Regions from separate parts of the Mus musculus genome. Here regions 2, 3 and 4 are each linked to region 1. A link is a contact called in public targeted proximity ligation data. All regions are on one chromosome and are shown on one strand. The core of a region is the stretch at or near the end of the contact, and the rest is flanking DNA. Distances in the headings are between cores, read along the strand shown.

The links.
Region 2: a targeted proximity ligation map of pancreatic cancer cells shows a contact between it and region 1. A contact is called at or near these places in 1 of 484 Hi-C or Micro-C datasets (myeloid progenitors), 6 of 130 datasets of targeted methods (bone marrow-derived macrophages, embryonic stem cells, extraembryonic endoderm stem cells and 2 more) and 2 of 9 other capture datasets (adipose tissue and pancreatic islet).
Region 3: a targeted proximity ligation map of bone marrow-derived macrophages shows a contact between it and region 1, with 2.8 times the contacts expected there. A contact is called at or near these places in 15 of 484 Hi-C or Micro-C datasets (cerebral cortex, cortical neurons, embryonic stem cells and 3 more), 6 of 130 datasets of targeted methods (bone marrow-derived macrophages, embryonic stem cells, epiblast stem cells and 3 more) and 2 of 9 other capture datasets (adipose tissue and liver).
Region 4: a contact with region 1 is called in a targeted proximity ligation map of trophoblast stem cells, with 4 times the contacts expected there. A contact is called at or near these places in 14 of 484 Hi-C or Micro-C datasets (the HL-1 cell line, cortical neurons, embryonic stem cells and 5 more), 16 of 130 datasets of targeted methods (bone marrow-derived macrophages, craniofacial prominence, differentiating embryonic stem cells and 13 more) and 2 of 9 other capture datasets (adipose tissue and embryonic stem cells).

What each region holds. Positions count from the first base shown.
Region 1 is chr19:24,279,127-24,281,982 of GRCm38.p6, reverse strand. Fxn (frataxin) reads left to right here and starts at 1,393. Exons shown (of 5, transcript NM_008044.3): 1 at 1,393-1,576. The coding sequence starts at 1,418.
Region 2 is chr19:24,513,042-24,515,897 of GRCm38.p6, reverse strand. The region is part of intron 1 of Pip5k1b (phosphatidylinositol-4-phosphate 5-kinase, type 1 beta); the gene reads left to right. Among named protein-coding and RNA genes, the nearest start is that of Gm52399, 32 kb to the right of the region's middle.
Region 3 is chr19:24,106,505-24,109,360 of GRCm38.p6, reverse strand. It overlaps Tjp2 (tight junction protein 2), which reads left to right. Exons shown (of 24, transcript NM_001376368.1): 18 at 506-716. Among named protein-coding and RNA genes, the nearest start is that of Gm41824, 27 kb to the right of the region's middle.
Region 4 is chr19:24,127,437-24,130,292 of GRCm38.p6, reverse strand. The region is part of intron 6 of Tjp2 (tight junction protein 2); the gene reads left to right. Among named protein-coding and RNA genes, the nearest start is that of Gm41824, 48 kb to the right of the region's middle.

The DNA.
Region 1 (2,856 bases), core at 144-2,643:
ATATGTCAGGGCTTCCAATTCCATATCTGAAAATTAGCTACAGGTCAGAGAGGGAGAAGGAGAGGAAGGAAGGAGAGAGAGAAAGAGAGAGGGGGAGGGTTGCATTAGCAGTCACTACAAACTTCCCCTTTCCTTTGTGGCTTTTTGTGGGAAATCAGAAGCAATAGTATCCCAAGTCAGGTGGTACATGGAGGATGTTCTTAAACGCTTTGCTGCTGACCGCTGCTGTCATTCAATCCTTCTTGAGACCCTGGAGGCAAAAGACTCCTCTGACACTGTCTCTTAACTCTTGAAGCTCAGAGTTCTCCAGTGTCATAATGGCAACCCGAGACAATGCACAGACTCCTTCTCACACTGACATAAAAGCCAGGAGAACTACCAGGAGTGTGAGGAACCTGTTGGGGCTGCTGGGGGGGAAAAAAAAAAAAACAGCTATGAGGAGAACCAATCACCAGTCCTGACTACTCCTCATCCAAGAAGCATTCGGGTACTTCAGCCGGGCACTTCCTTATTCCTACTGTTGTTTCAGAATCCCATACATGTATACAATGTGTTTTCGATCAAACTCACCTGCCACTCCCAACTCCTACCGAACCACCCCACCCCTCCTCCCAATTTTATGTTCCTTTTTAAATTTTTATTTATTTATGTGTTTATTTGTTTATTTACTTATTTATTTTGACTAGGTCTCACTATGTAGCTCCGGCTGTTCTGAAACTCACTATGTAGCTCAAGCTGGCCTCGAACTCCATATACCTGACTCTGCCTCTCGGGTGCTGGGATTAAAGGTGTACACTACCACCGCTCTGAATTTTTTTTTTTTTAAACCGACTCCACTTAGCCCTAACAGTGTATACAGTGTAGGACCATCCCCATGGAGCTAGGACAGCCAATCAGAGGCCATATCCCAGAAGAAAACTCACCCTCCCTCATCCTATAGCCATCAGCAACCAATAGTTCCTCGGCTGAGCCTGGGGCTACGGAAGCCCCTCCTCCATTCATGCTGCCTGGTACTTCTATTGCCTAAGAGATGCGGAATTTGAGATGATCGGGCAGTTGAAGCTAGCTGTTAGAACTAGTTTTGTTTTGTTTTTTAAGCAAAGCTATTTTGATCACCAGCGTATCTTCAGAATCACCCACTACCACTCTGTAAAATTGTTGTCAGCGAATAAACTTGCAGGGGTCAGTGTTTACACACTAGTGCTGCCCAAGGGATACGTTGCGAGTTTGGCGCAGAGCAGGTTCTGGGTTCTGGTTAAAGGTCTGCACAGGGCTGTAGTGCTGGACCTGCGCGCAGGAGCCCAGCCGCGGCGCTCGGGGGGGGGGGGGGGCGGGGGGGGGCGGGGGGGGGGCACGGCCACCAGGTGGCACCACCGAGTCCTCGCGCGGGGCGGAGCGGCCGCGGAGCTGGAGTAGCATGTGGGCGTTCGGAGGTCGCGCAGCCGTGGGCTTGCTGCCCCGGACGGCGTCCCGGGCCTCCGCCTGGGTCGGGAACCCGCGCTGGAGGGAACCGATCGTAACCTGCGGCCGCCGAGGCCTACATGTCACAGTCAACGCCGGCGCCACCCGCCACGCCGTGAGTACGCGCTTCGCCGGGCCGCACACCGGAGCGCAGGCCGCGCCCGCCCCTATGCCGGGGACGCGCAGCGCGCACGCGCCGAGTCGCTCTGGTTGCGCGCGCGTTTGGGTGCAGGGCGCGCGCGGTGTTTGCGCGGGCTTCGGACCTTGGCGGTGGGGATGGGAAAAGACGAGTTTCCGTAATTAACACAGGATGTATAGCGTGTGCAGCAGGGCGTGTTTATTATTGTGTGCACTCCGAAGTTGCCTTTTTCAGGGCGTGAGACTAATGGGGTTGTGGAGTTGCTCTGAGCAGGGCTTTTTGTTGCTTGTTTGCCTCACTCTGTATCCCTGGCTAGCCTAGGATTGGCTGAGTACCCCAAAGTGGCTTCAATCCTGTGATCCTCCTGCCTCCTCTCTGCTGGGATCACAGGTGTAGCAGCAGAGCCCTAGAGTCCAGCTTTTGGAAAATGAGGGGATCTTGGTTCCACGTTCTGACTGCGCGGCGCTGGAGAGCCCTGTGACCTTGGGGAGACCCTAACTGTCTGGGGGCAGGGCTTGGCTTTCTGTTCCGAGGAGATTAAAGGGTAACACCCATTTTGCGATTTTGGCGGGAGAATTAAACTGTATTCGCAAAGGCCTTAGCACTTCAGATAAGTCTCGGTTCTTAGTAGATGCAAAGAACAGAATCTGTTACTCCGTGGCTTGAAAAGACAGCAGTAGGGTGAAGGAAGGCTTTCCGGAGAGGGCCGTGATAGATGCCAAAGAACGGGTCTGGGGAGCATTCTAGGAAGGGGAGAGCTATGGACAAAGGTGGAGTAGGCTGTGGGATAATAATGTCTACAGGTTTAAACCCAGCTTAGGATTCTTGAGGTCCTGTCATTAAAATAAAAAACAATAATAAAAATAGGGCTAGCTTTGTAGCTCAGCAGTGACATGGTCACTTAGCGTTCAAGAGTTCTTGGGTTCTTTCTATAACACTGAAAAAGAAAGTTTAAAAACAAAACAAACAAAAGTGGACTGGTCAGAGAGAGAGACGGCTAGGGTTTGAAGGGCCGAACCTGTAACCCATGCTTCCTCAAACACTTTCTTGGATGTTTACTGCCCTGTTCTTCCCTTGCCTGGCGCCTGACAGCTGGGCTCCAGTTGCAGCTGTGCACTTTGGATTTCTGCATCTCTGAGAGCCTGAGCAACTTTGTCTTTGGCATCTCCGTTTCCTCGCCTGTACAATGCAAATACAGTCGGTCCATCTTTATGCTCAGAGTCTGTTCTCAGTGGCTCAATATCGTTTACGGTCCC
Region 2 (2,856 bases), core at 193-2,692, 230 kb before region 1:
TCCATACTGTTGTTCATCACCCAGGAAGTCAGGACTGGAACTCAAGCAGGTCAGAAAGCAGGAGCTGATGCAGAGGCCATGGAGGGATGTTCTTTACTGGCTTGCTTCCCCTGGCTTGCTCAGCCTGCTCTCTTATAGAACCAAGAGTACCAGCCCAGAGATGGTCCCACCCACAAGGGGCCTTTCCCCCTTGATCACTAATTGAGAAAATGCCTTACAGTTGGATCTCATGGAGGCATTTCCCCAACTGAAGCTCCTTTCTCGGTGATAACTCCAGCTGTGTCAAGTTGATGTAAAACTAAACAATACAGAAGTAAACCCCCTATTATAGCTGTGGACCCTTCTGCTTCTCTGAAACAAGCATTTCTCTCTTGTCACCACCTGTAGATGGTCCTTTGCCTCTCTGTCCTTGCTGGTCATGCCTAGAACAGTTAGTTACCCAACCTCTACCAACAAAGACACGTGTGACGCAAAGACAGGAAGCCACGTCCGTGCGGCCAAAGAGACCTGTCATATACATACACATCAGATATCTGAATTTTCTCTCTGAAGAAGCAAACGTGATTGGATGGGCTCTTGTTTTTGTTTTGGGTTTTGGTTTTAGGTGGTGTGTTGTTCCTGTGGCTAAAGAAGTAGCTAAGACCTTTAAAACCTTCAACATGTACCTGGTTTGGGGGAGGTTTTGCTCTGGCTGATATATTAGATGTTGGGGGTTGGTTAAGTGTTAAATGCCTCCGTGCAGTGTGACATAATGGGCCGGAGAGTTAAGTGGCTATAGTGGGTGCAGCTAAGGTCAGAGGTGACCCACTGCCTCTCTGCAGTCACAGATGTGCACAGCATATAATGATATATGCTTATCAGGAAGATCTCTGGAAACAGGTTGCGGGGTACCGTGCAGGAAAAGAGAAAGCTTGGAACTGGGGTTCCCGGTCAGCAGCTCTGATGAGATCATCGGGGCTCCCTCTGCAACCAAGCTGTTCACATGCCATAAACTGTGATATGACTCAGGGCAAATATTTATTTAGTGAGAAGTGTAGGTGTGACAACAAGGCCTCCTTCTTTAAGGAGCATTTCCTCATGACGCTCATTAGGTGGGAGCAGCTCAGACTGTAAATGTCACATGAGCTCAGCTTAAACTGTCCTGTGACTACTTATCCCTGAGCTGTAAGATTTCAGGCTCGGATAGGACTTGATGGGCCTGGGGATGTTTTGCTTATAAAGTGGGAGGGGTTAGTGGAAGTCGGAGATCAGAGTAAATATTGGTTTCAAAATCTCTAGTATTTCTGTTATATTTTTTAATTTGATTTTTTTTTTGAGACAGGGATTCTCTGTGTAGCCCTAGTTGGAATCTACAGAGAAATTTCTTCATAGCTCAAGCTTGTCTCAAACTCAGAGATCCACTTCCCTCTGACTCCTCAGTGCTGGGCTGAAAGGCACACACCCTGCTACTGTGTAGCATTTCTGAATGGCACTTAAGGAGTTAAGTTCTATCACTCCATAGCACAGATAAAATGATTGCTCATGTTTTACAGTTTGTTTTACAGTCTTTTCATAAGCAGGTATGTGTATGGATAAATAAAAACATAAATTTAAATTTATGAATCATATATGAATCAATATGAAATTTCTTAATGTTGTGGTTTTTAAAAGCTATAGTGTCCTACAACTGTGTGGGCTTCAGAGATTACATTGAGGTCATCAGGCTTGGTGGCAAGCATCTTTACCCACCGAGCCATCTCATCAGCTTCTGCTTACGTGATGTCTCGCCTTGTTTCATTTTTGTTGTTTGTTTGTTTGTTTGTTTGTTTTCTTTTAAAGTCTCACTCTATAGTCCAAATAGGCCAGGAACTCTATGTAGCCCAGGCTGGTCTTGAACTCACACTTCGCCTGCTTCAGCCTCTCTTTTGGTTTATTTTTGCAACGCTAGGGAAGCACTGTGCATACACTGTTGAACCACCTGACGGAGCCTTGCGCACGCTTGGCAAGCACTGCGCATGCGCTGTGGAACCTCTCTGCCAGCCACAGAAAATGACTTGTTTTACTTAGCAGCGCATATTCTCTGTCATCTGAACACTGCTTTAGGAGTTTCATGCAGAACCAGGTCCCCCGTCATTGCTTCGGTTCCTTCCAGGCCTTCCATTTGGGAGACATGACACCCTTGGCTCCTGAGCACAGCGCTGAGTACAAACAGTTACATATTCCATTCTAGAGAGTGTGATCCGTAGGGAGGATCCCTGAGCACTCTGTGCCTTCCCGAGCCAACTCTCTGATATCACGGTGGAGGGTAATTTAGTGAGACAGTTCACTAACTAGATAATTCCAGAATTCTATGATTTGAAACATTGGGGGGTGGGGGAGCAGGGACAATGCGTTCTGTGTCCCAAACAACTGAGTTTTTGTCTCCCGACTCCATTGAGATGTCTGGGCCTAGCTGTACCTATAGTCACTGAGTACGCAGATAGGTGCGTATAAGGTATGCGTACAGATAGCAGTGATCAAAGACGGGCTGTTTGGACTTTACCATGTTTTACTTACCCTCTGCCTTGAGAGCCTTCGTGAAGGCACTTGTCTTCTGCTCACAGTAGTTCTTTGAAGCATCCGTCATTATCTCCTCTCTGCAGATGAGGGACTTGAGGCCGGCAGAGGCGAGATAAAGCCCACCCAGCTCCCAGCTCCCAGCTCCCAGTTCCCAAGCCTTTCTTCTCTGGTGCCCGGTGCCTCCCAGCCCCATTCTAGCGAGCTTTCCTCTTAGCTGCTTTCTCTTGCCAAGTCCTTCCCTGCGGGCGAAAGGCCATCTTTTAAAAAGATCATTGTAAAGTAGAATTGTTTCCTTCTAGATATCCAGAATATGGGTTC
Region 3 (2,856 bases), core at 256-2,755, 170 kb after region 1:
CAATGACTGAAAACAAAGTAGCCCGGGCATAACAATATCCTCCAATAAAGCGTGTACAAATGAGGCCTGTGCCCCCATTCCCATTGAGAGCCTTGTACTATCCTCACCCTTTTTGACTTCCTGTTGACCTCAGGGGAAAACTGGAGGATGATGCCATGGAGTTTGAAGGTCACTGCCATCCTTCTGTAAGAAGTTTTAACTGATAATATGGAAATGGATATAATACAGAAAGAAAATATTTTTGGCTTTTTAATATAAATAAAGGCCAGGGTATGGTGGTGCATGTCTTTAATCCCAGCATTAGAAGGCTATGCATTAAAGGCTAGCCTGGGCTACGTAATGACTTCAAGTCAGTGTTACACAGTGAAACTCTTGTCTTCAAAAAAAAAAAAAGTTTTAATTTAAATACATACATTTTATCTGGTACAGTCTTTCCCTGGGAGAATAGACCCCTCAGTGATGTCTTTGATGTCACCATGTGCCACCCTTTGTCCACCTGTGACAGGACAAGCACGCCCTGCTCGACGTTACCCCCAAAGCTGTGGACCTGCTCAACTACACTCAGTGGTTCCCTATCGTGATTTTCTTCAACCCGGATTCCAGACAAGGTGTTAAAACCATAAGGCAGAGGTTGAGTCCAACATCCAATAAAAGTTCTCGCAAGTTATTTGATCAAGCCAACAAGCTCAAAAAGACCTGTTCTCATCTTTTTACAGGTAAGTGAAGTTCAAAAAAGGCCCACGCTCAGAATGAGCAATCAGGAGCTTATCAAGAGTGAGGGATGCAGAATTGAGCTCACGACTCGTTCAAGAATAGTTGATACCGTGGGAATGGATATTAGACCTATGGCAGTTGTATGTTACACTTTGTGATTTTGATAGCCAGAAATGATTGTCAAGGTGCAAAACCTGTAATAACCAGTCACCTTCGTGGGCGCTAGATTTCCGAGGTAGACTCAAGGCCAATGAGTCTCGTCTCGTGTCTTGTTAACTGCGTGTTCCCCGTTGTCTCCTTATTGTCGATGATGTATTAACTGTGTGATAGGGACTCACTGCAGTGATTGACAGTGTCTCCCAGAAATGGAATCGTGACCACTCTGAATGTGGAATATTTAAACATTTCTACTTCGACTCTCGAGGTATAATGATACTGCGGATGTTTTTTTCCTTAATTACTACCCTTATCTTTTACAGATAAATACTACATAAAAAAATCTTTGTAAGTTATCTGGTAGGCTTGCTAGAATTTGCATAGCTAATCTGCAGTGAGGGGAGCAAACGGAATACTGATAGCCTGGCCAAGCGCCTTGATGCAGACGTGGGTGCTGCGTACGTATGGGAGACTTTAGAGCCGCCTTCTACTTGGTCTGCATATGAACTCTTCCAAAATAAGATATTTTTAAAATGCCAGAAATAAAACCACATTGCAGGCATTGCTCATGACAGTGAGCTGGTGTCTAAAAATAGGGCCTTTTCTGTGCTGTCTTCATGAGTAAGCGGCGTGGGTATGACGTCATTTACAGTCTAAGCGACTTACACACTTCTTGGTTGTGCAGCGCTCTGTTTTGTGGGAACACCATAAGGATGCTACAGTTGCCACCATTTCCGTTCATTTGGTGGCTTTAGAGGTCAGTGACAGTTGTCTCAAACTTTGATGTTTGGGAAGACAATTGAGGTGAATGGCAATGTGTCCACATTTGAACATTGTTCCTCTGTTGTCTCACCTGTCTTGTTTAGAGATGTAGGTCTGAACATTATGGTGAAAGTTGTAGCTAGGATATAGTATAGCCAAATGCCCAGGAGAAAAGTGTTAGCCATGAGCCACTTCGGTTCTAAGTGGGCCTGTAAATTGAGTACTATGCATGTTTTTTTGTTTTTGTTTTAAGATTTATTTTTATGTGTATTGGTGGTATTGGTTTTTTGTTTTGTTTTGTTGTTTGTTTATTTGTCTGTTTGTTTTTGCTTGTGTGTATATCTCTGTGAAGGTGCCAGATCCCCTAGAAATGGAGTTACAAACAGTTTGTGAGCTGCCATGTGGGTGCTGGGAGTTGAACCCGGGTCCTATGGAAGAACAGCCTCTTAACCACTGAGCCATCTCTCTAGACCGATGTACCTTACCAGCTTGTATTTTTTTGTGTACTTAATCTTGTATCTTCCTTCATTTTTACTGCTAGCAGTAGTAACTTACTTTGTAGAGGCTAGTCTGACCTGAGTTCCGCCTAAGTGGGCTGGTAGAAACCATTACAGGGTCACAGATCCTAGTGTAGCTGAGACCAGACTACAACTGGTTTCTCTGACTACATCTCATGTCCTTTATATAACCCAGCTAGGTAATTCAGATGTCAGAAAGGATCATGTGTAGTTTGGTTATCCCTTGTCTAAAGTGCTTACGATCAGAAATGAGTCGTATTTTAGATTTTGGAGTGCTTTTATAAGCATTTTAGAGATGAGACTCAAGTCTGAACATGGGATTCACTTTTTTATTTTATTTTATTTTTTTTGCATGTGTCGTAGCCATAGAGCCAGCAGGTGATTTTCTGTGATCATCTTGATAGTTCTGTATATGACAGTTTCACAGTGTGGGATTTTTACTCGGGCGTGGTGGTGTGCACTCTTAGAAACTTTCAAACCTCGAAACATAATCTGATTTGAGATTTTGAATTAATCAGTACTGTATTAATAATTCTTCATTTTAACAGATGAAAAATGGAGCCCACATGATAACCATGTGAAACCAGGGGACTCATTTAACCTCCCCAACCCCCATACTTTGGTTCAAGTCTATTGAGTGGCTGGGAGGTTCCCTTAGAGGGTCAGATTTGAGCTTTATGCAAGGATGTGAGAAATCAGTAGGGGA
Region 4 (2,856 bases), core at 148-2,647, 150 kb after region 1:
GCTCTCTCTGTCTTCACCTGTGTCTAGCTTGTTCTCTCTGCAGCCTGTCTCTGTAAAACTGTCCCGGTAAAACTGCCTTTCTTTGTCTTCTCTCTGCACGGCCCCGTAAGTAGCTTTCCAAATTTGCTCTCTTCCCGTGAGAGTGGGCGGATCCTATTCATCAATCTTTCTCTTGATTCGTCACTTTGCCTCTCAATCAGACATCACTCTCAAACTTGGGTGCTTCCTTCTACAAACTAACTTTACCTTCATTGTTTAGGGTTAAAGGTGTGTGCTAAGAGCCGAGCCACCCCGTAAGGATCAAAACAGGGCTTTTCAGTAAATAACACAATCTAGGGGTTCACGGTGTGATCACACATCTTACAACACTTGCTAAAGTGAGGATTCTCAGTCTCCCACCAGGCCCCGGAACCAGGGTCTGGTGTGTGAACGGACTCTGCTGGTGAGCCTGGTGCTTCTCAGTGTGGGAAAACAAGGCCGAAGCTTATCCTGATGGAGTTCTATTCTAGACTGGGGATGGTGTCTCTTTCTTAATCCCCCTAAGACCCTTGGAGGTAGGAGGCCTCGTTCCTGTGTTACAGGTCAGGGGTTTTGGTATGTACGTGGAAGCTGGCTCTGGCTTAGTTGGCTTGCTCCACACTGCATTCCTGGAGACGTGGGCACACTTAATCCGATCCAGGATTGATTACGTTCTGTGCAGTGACGCTGTTAGTACTGTTCGTATATAGGAGGGTGCTGCAGCAGTGGGGAAGCTGGGACTCACCCTGGGCTGATCTGAAGGGAGGAGATGAACAGAAGCTGAGCCATTTCCAGTCTGGGGTCTTGTCTGCCTACTTTTCAATTTTCTTATAACTCTTGTCTAGTTGATTCTATTACTAGTCAAATAAGAAAAAGGAGTAGAGCCCTTAAGGCAAAGTGAAGGAGTCATTGTTCTTTAGCTCAGGATTTGTATTTTGTAGTAGATTGTAAATGAAAAGAGTCTGGTTTCTAAGGTTTTCCTACTTAGGTAACTGGAGTGATGTAAGGTCAGTATTGGGGTACTGGGAGCATGAGGCGGGAGATGGAAGCGGAGATTGCACCCTTGCTGAGGAGAGGAACATCCTTGTCAGCAGCTCTGGGGACATGAAGATCTCACCGACTCTTCATAGCGATTAGTGAGGAGATGGCCCTTCACTGGTCCCCAAGCCAGATCCAGATCAGAAGGTGGAATACAGACAAGTTTTGAAGGAGAGCGCCTGGCAGGAGACCTCCTTCCAAGAAGTCTGACTCATTCTGAGGGACATTGCTTTTAAAACCTGTCCTTATTTCCTGTTCCTCCTTTGCCGCTTCTTTTCTGTCCGGTCATAGGAACAACCGTATCAGGCTTTATAGAGACACCTTTGTATGAGTCATGAGTCAGGGTTCTCTAAAGGAACAGAACCGATAGGATGAACTTGTGTGTGTGCCTGCGTCTGCGTCTGTGTGTGTATACACGTGTATGTAAAAGAATTCATTAGAGTGGTCACAGCCTGCGTCCTGATAGTCTTAGCAGTGATGGTTTCATGAAAGTCACAGACAGGCCAAGCATCTGGAAGCTGTATGGTCCAGGAGACTGAATGTCTTATCTCAGCAGTCTGGTGTCTGCTAGACTCTGGGCGGTATTTAGTCTATGTTGGAATCTGGCTGTAACAACAGGGGAAAATGAGCTGGCCTGGGGAAGTGAGGACAAGCAGACACAAAGCCAAGGCTTCCCTCTTCCATGCCCTATCACGTGAGCTGCTGCTAGAGGATGTAGTTCAGATTTAGGGTATCTTTTCACCTCAAACAATATGATTAAGAAAATTCCTCAATAGCGTGATCAACAGCTTGGGTTTTAGTTGATTGCCGATATAGTCAAGTTGACATGCAAGATTGGCTGTCATATTTGTACATATAAAAACTTAAAACAGAAATCTTATGGACTATTACTTATTCTGTGTGATGGACTTTGAGTTGCCATTGCAGTGAAAATTTAAAATATTGTTAGAAACACATTAAACCAATTCAAGACCCACTAATGAATTGTGATGCATAATTTAAAGAGACACCGTTGGGCTAGAGAGGTCACTCAGTGCTTAGGAGTGCTCGGTATTCTTCCAGAGGGTCTGAGTTTGGTTCCCAGCACCCATGTCAAGCAGCTTACAACTGCCTGTAACTCCAGCTTCAAGGGATCTGATGCCATCTTCTGGCCTCCACAGGCACCCACACATCATCCCCTCACCCCAACACACACACACATACACACACAGACACACACACATGAGTAGAAAAGGAAATCTTCAAATAAAGTAAAAGGAAGGGATTATCCTATGAGATTGTCCAGGCCATAACTGGTCTTGGTTAAGTACAAAAATAAAGGACTGAATAGTCCTCTCCTGATGGGCTGTTTTTCTTTTAACTATTTTGTTCTCCAAACTTGGAAAAGATTAACCAACTTTTGGTGCTGATAAAGATCAAGGCTAGCATATGCCAGACACGTGCTCTTGCCTGATTGCACTTTAACCACCACCAACAAAACCCCCCTCCCATGATTTTATTCATTTATGTTTAAGTGTGTGGGTGTTTGTTTTGTTTGAATGTATAAAAGTGGAACTGGAGTGGTGGATATCTCTGAGCCACCATGTAGGTGCTGGGAATCGAACCCAAGTACCTTGGAGAACAGTCAGTGTTCTTATCCTTTGAGCCATCTCTCCAGCCCCTCCACTGAAAAAAACTATTATTATTTATAATTTTGTCGATGGTGAGGGCCAAGTGTACTAGAGTGTTTGCATGGAGCTCAAAGTATAACCCCGAGAATCTGTTCTCTCCTTCTGTGGGTTCAGGTTTTAACTCACTTTA